Regions from separate parts of the Mus musculus genome. Here region 2 is linked to region 1. A link is a contact called in public HiChIP or PLAC-seq data. All regions are on one chromosome and are shown on one strand. Each heading gives the region's core, a stretch centred on a gene start, on an enhancer-like site or on the middle of the called end of the contact. The rest is flanking DNA. Distances are from core to core; before and after follow the strand shown. Region 1 overlaps Rps6ka5 (ribosomal protein S6 kinase, polypeptide 5). Region 2 holds the start of Dglucy (D-glutamate cyclase).

What was found. HiChIP or PLAC-seq counts read pairs in DNA pulled down with a chosen protein or histone mark.
Region 2: a CTCF HiChIP or PLAC-seq map of CD8 T cells shows a contact between it and region 1, with 7 read pairs. The contact joins the promoter of Dglucy here to the enhancer-like site in region 1. A contact is called at or near these places in 2 of 39 promoter capture datasets (both in the C10 cell line), 1 of 15 datasets of contacts at CTCF or cohesin (CD8 T cells), 2 of 115 datasets of contacts at active chromatin or transcription factors (CD8 T cells and heart atrium) and 3 of 9 other capture datasets (adipose tissue, liver and pancreatic islet).

Annotation. Positions count from the first base shown.
Region 1 is chr12:100,680,515-100,683,260 of GRCm38.p6, reverse strand. The region is part of intron 1 of Rps6ka5 (ribosomal protein S6 kinase, polypeptide 5); the gene reads left to right. Among named protein-coding and RNA genes, the nearest start is that of Rps6ka5, 43 kb to the left of the region's middle. Within about 2 kb of position 1,345, at least 42 of the 459 cell types and tissues checked have an H3K27ac peak or open chromatin away from gene starts, as enhancers often do. A contact at or near this core is called in CD8 T cells, where this site is marked.
Region 2 is chr12:100,777,670-100,780,415 of GRCm38.p6, reverse strand. It overlaps Dglucy (D-glutamate cyclase), which reads right to left and starts at 1,359. Exons shown (of 13, transcript NM_145448.5): 1 at 1,106-1,359. Gm40558 (a long non-coding RNA gene) reads right to left here. Exons shown (of 3, transcript XR_872933.1): 3 at 2,671-2,702.

The DNA.
Region 1 (2,746 bases), core at 96-2,595:
AGAGTTTAGGCTCAGGTTCTGGTTTGGTGTCATTTTTCTGTTCTAACCAGAAATGCCCAAACTCTGGTCTACCAGGCTGCTCTTCTAGCCCTCAGGAGCCACAGGGACCTGTCCATGTACAGCAAGCAGCAGTTGCTTCTGAGAATCCGAGTACTTAGCCACCTTAGCAGTAATTGTGCATACTTCCATTATGTCAGCATAGAACTATTATATGAATTTTCCTTCCCGACTGGCTCTGTCTAGTCATGATCTCAGGACCAGCACATCTAGGCATGTGGTTTATAATGTTAGAAGGGAGAGGAACTCCAGTTATCTTATTCAGACTTTCATAATAAAAATACCATTGACATATAAGTTGGGAATGGGGCTCACACTCATACTCACTGTACCTGAGAGGCCAAGTAGAATTGCTGCTGATGTGAAGCTAGCCTGAATTATAGGCCCACCTGAACAGCAAAGTGAGTTTATCTAAAGTGACCTTCTCTAAAACCAAAAATATGTTCCCAAACAATAACAACAACAAATTCAATAAATAGCCATGACTCCCTTCTGGAGGCTGAAATGCCCAGGATCAGACATTTTCAGCTGTAGTCTCTGGTGACTGATTTCTCATGTGGGAGAAAACAGAGCAAGAAAAGAAACATATTCTTTCCTGTCTCTTTTTAGAAATTATTTTTTATTTAAATGTTGACAATTTTATAGATGTATGTAGTATATTGTGAACATATCCATCATGTTATCCTCTTGTCAAACAAACAAATAAACAAACAAACAAACTGGTCAAAACATAGCATCAGGACAACCACATCTGCTTTGTTAACTGCCATACACACTGAGGAAGAAGAACGAGAGAGCCGTCTGTCTGTCTTCCCTAAGAAGTCAGGCCGTGCTGGAAATTTGAGTCAAAACTCCTCAAATGGGGCAGGTGAGGTGGTTTAACAGGTAAAGGTGCTTGCTGCAGTGACTGGAAACCTGAGTGGTCATGGGACCCACGTGGTAAAAAGAGAGACCTGGTTACCAGAAGATATGCTCTGCTTGCCACATACATGCCACAGCTCATACACATAAGTCAGTAAGTAATAAATGGAAAAAATGAAGACCCATATGATTGATTATTATTATATCATTTTTATTTTTTTACAGTCCAGTAGTTACCCCCTTCTACTCCGCCCTCCCACAGTTCCTTATCCCATTCCTGCTCCCACCTGTCTACACGAGGATGTGTCACCCCACCCCACCCCCACCAGGCCTCCCCATTTCCTGGGGCCTCAAGTCTCTGGAGGGTGAGGCGCATCTTCTCCCGAGGCCAGAGCAGGAAGTCCTCTCTTGTATATGTGCCCGGGCAGGGGTGAGGGAGACGGGGCTCGGATCAGCTTGTATGTGCTGCCTGGTTGGTGGCTCAGTGTCTGGAAGATCTCAGGGGTGTGAGTTAGTTGAGACTGCTGGTCTTCCTATGGGGTAGCCCTCCTTTCCAGCTTCTTCCAGCCTTCCCCTAATTCAACCACAGCCCTTTTCAGCCCACTGGTTGGGTGTAAGTATCTGTATCTGCCTTAGTCAGCAGCTGATCTTTTTACTAGGAACTCTACCTGCTACCTGCCCCCCCTCCCCCACTCATGTATTGAGAACAATGTAATTTTTAGTTTTCTTTCAGAATTTTGGACTTACACAGGCTTACTAACCCCTCTTAGCTGTGGGGAGAACTAGGAAAGGAGTGTGCTGGAGGAATACTCTGAATAGGAGAAGGAACAAAGATTGCTGTCCTCTTACAACCACAACCACAATAAAGTGCCATCACCTTTGTGGTGGGGACAAGGACAGTGACAGTTGTAACTGCTCCAGCCGTGTTGGCTCTGGTGCCTTGGCCCCAGGCCTGAAGCTCATCTTCTGAGCAACATGATTGGGACTTATTAAGCCTGTGACTGCTCACAAATGTAGAAAACAGTCATGAGTTGGTAATGTTTATTTCACCTCTATGGTGAAATAATATCTGTAAATATTTTAAGTCTTATTCTAATAGTGTTAGTATTTTTATTTGGAAGTTTGAGATCTTGTTCTTGAGGCTAACAATTTAATTAAGAAAAAAATACAGTTTATTTTTAGCACTTCATGTTCAAAGGCTTTAATTGTACTGACAAAACAATAGCATAGAAGTGAGAACTGTTGAGACTCACATGTTTGATTATGTGTTTGTTTCAGAATCTATGTGAGTGTAATACAATATTACTGTTTGCTTCTTAAAAAAATCCTTTCCCTGTCTTAGTTACTGTTCTATTGCTCAGAAGAGCCACCATGACCAAGGCAGCTCTTGTCAGAGAAAGCATTTAACTGGCTGAGTCCATCATCCTGGCAGACGTGGTGCTGGAGCAGTGGAGCGAGCTTTACATCCCGATCCACAGGCAGCAGGCGTGGCAGTGGGCTGCAGACACTAGGCCTGCTGTGGGCTTTGGAAGCTCACAGCCCATGGAGGCAGCTCTCTCCAGTACTTTTCCCAGCAAAGTCATGCTTCCTAATCCTTTCCAAACAGTTCATCAGCTGGGGGCGAACCATGCAAATATATGACCCTATGGGGGCCTTTTTTTATTCAGAACACTGCATACCCCAAACAGAAACCTTAGTCATGGTGAGCTGGGTGGACCCATTGATCTGCTTAAGACTTACTGCTCCCTTTAAAATTTTTAAATTAAAATAATTTAAAACTTAATTTAAAATATGAATCTAGTTAAACTTTGACAAAATATTGAAATTA
Region 2 (2,746 bases), core at 110-2,609, 97 kb before region 1:
TCCCTCTCCCACCTGCTTCAGCCATGTTGAAAGATCCTGGAAACGGCCAGGTCAAAGGGCTATGGACTGGATGGATGGAACCTTTGACATCATAAGCCCAAATAAACTTTTCCTCCTTAACGTTGCTGCTCATGTCAAGGGTCTTGTTATATGAATGGGAAGCTAACACAAAAATTCTTTATCGGAATGTGTGCAAGCCCAGTCTAGCTTTCAGCTGGTTCTATCCTGCCTTGTCTTTCTGCCTCAGTTTCCCCCATCTGTTTAGTGGATGCTGCTTTCCTTCTGCTTCTTGCTCCTGGCTTTATTTCCCCCTCCTTTGACAGTGTTTAGCTACTTTGAAGGAACAACGCTCGCTCCTTCTGGACCAATCAGTGCCAACATGCTGCCTCCTGCCCTCCCTAGCACACATACATGTTCATGAAGTCAGGAAGATGGCTGTTAACGAACCCCTAGGTTAATCACACAGATAGGAAGAGACTTCCCAGAGTCACAGGGCTCTGCCTTCTGCACAGGTCAGAGGGTTTGTTCCCCCAGCCACCTATGACAAGAGAGCCTTGGCTCCCGCAGTGGGGACTGAAGCAAGCTCTCAATGTGAGTTTGCCTCACCTTCAGCAATCATCCCTCAAAAGCAGAGAGAGGCACCTCGAGCCCTGTGGTTATCTGGCCAACACCCCTAGGCCTGCATTGGCTTGGTCTGTCCTCCCCTCATGCCAGCCCTGAAGTCTCTGCCACTAGCTTCATTTCCTCCTCCCTAGCAGGTTGTGGCCCAAAGTTGGCAGCCACTCAAAGCCTATGATTTCAATTTCCCCTTCTTTGCTTTCTCATGATCTTGGGGTTCTCAAGGTCTGGAAGGTGTCCTGAAAGGCCATCCCAGGAGGGTAGAGAAGCAATTCCACAACTCATGGTCCCCAGTGTCATATGCAGAGATTTGACTTTCAAGGGGAGGCCCTGGTGGCTTCTAGCAGAAAGCCTGTTAACTGATTTTGGCTTATAGCCCCCTGGAGCAGTTTCCTCAAACGCTTGGGCTGGGATAGGGTAGGGTGGGGTGTGTGGATGTTGCCTAGGGCAGAGAACTATGCCGCGTTCACGTTCCCTGCTGACTTACTGTTGGTTTGAGATGTCTGGACTAGAGTCCACACACAATTCTTCCTTTTGTTTCCTCAGCCTTGCAGAGCGAGCTTCCTTCTGAAAGGCATAAAGCTCTCTTTCTTCAGCTCACAGGGGCTTCTGGGGCTGCCTGTCGCCACCGCCACTGCCACCAGCTTGCTCTGCCCGGCTCAGTCTCTGATCTACATGCCTGGGCACAGCCCCAGGCACCACTGGCTGCTACAGCTCTGCTACCCTGCAGCCAATGCTCTCAAGGCCTGTACTGGGGTGGAGACTTCCATGGCAGGATGCCAGTCCTGGTTCTTAAAGTCACAGAGCCCTCTAAGGTTACTTCCCTTTGCGGGAGTTTCTTGCTTTCCCCGGGCAGCAAGGAAGCATGACACAAAGGCATGGCCATGATGATTGGAAAACCTGCTGCAGCAGGGTGGAAGTCCCAAAAATTCTAATGTCACAGACCTAGGAACTCACGTAAGCCCTGAGGAGTTTCACAACTACCCTGGTAATTCCCGTGTGAAGCCAGACTGGGATTGCTGTCTGTGCTGTCCAAATGTCAGACTGCACTGGGTCATTTGAGGTACAGGCGAAAATGCAGGTGTTGACCCGAGCGAGAGTCAGGCTCTTGCAGATCAATGGCTGCTAGCCCTGGGGCTGTGCTGGGTTAGGCAGGGTAAGTTGCTCTCCAGCATTCAATGTTCCCTGGACTCATCTGAGATAATAGGAACGCAACACTAGGCCAGTCTCTAGCACTCAGACTATGCTTGAAAGACACGGGCAGGCCTGTGGGGGTTTTTCCTCCCTTGGTCTGAATGCTTCCTCTGAGGAAGAGCAGGTTCTGCTTTCTCTTGCCTCAAAGCTTTCAGGACTTCCCTTCAGAGCCAGCCTTAATCCCAACCACACAAGGTTCTAAAGCAGATGGTGCCAGCCAGTCTCTGTGGTTTCACCTTCCCTACCGCTCCCGAGCCTCATACCCCAACCCCAGCACAAACCACACACGTAAGCACAGTGCAGGTCCTTTTGGTGCCAGCCTTGGCATGTCTCTTCTTGGGTCACTTTTCTAATTCTTTTTCTCCAGTTGGTTAACTTCTCCCCCTCCTGGAGGAATTGGGATGGGTGTGCCTTGCCCTTTGTTATAAGACAGAGAGAAGACACCATCTGCACCCCACGACCACCACCAAAACCAAAAACCCAGACTTCCACAGGATACTTGAATCCACTGGCACCTTGATCTTACTTAGCCTTCCCAGTCTTGACTTGTGAGAAATAAATTTCTGCTCTCTACAAGCCATCCAGCTTGTGGTATTTTGTCATAGCAACCTGAATAAATGGAGACAAAGACATTGTGCTGAGTGAAATAAGGAGAATGTCTTAGTTAGGGTTTTACTGTGAACAGATACCATGACCAAGGCAGCTCTAATAAAGGACAACATTTAATTGAGGCTGGCTTACAGGTTCAGTCATTATCATTAAGGCAGGAGTATAGAACCATCCAGGCAGGCATGGTACAGGAGGAGCTGAGAGTTCTACATCTTCGTCCGAAGGCTTCTAGGAGAAGACTGGCTTCCAAGCAGCTAGGATGAGGGTGTTAAAGCCCAGGCCTACAATGACACACTTCCTCTAATAAGGTCACAACCCCTCCAAC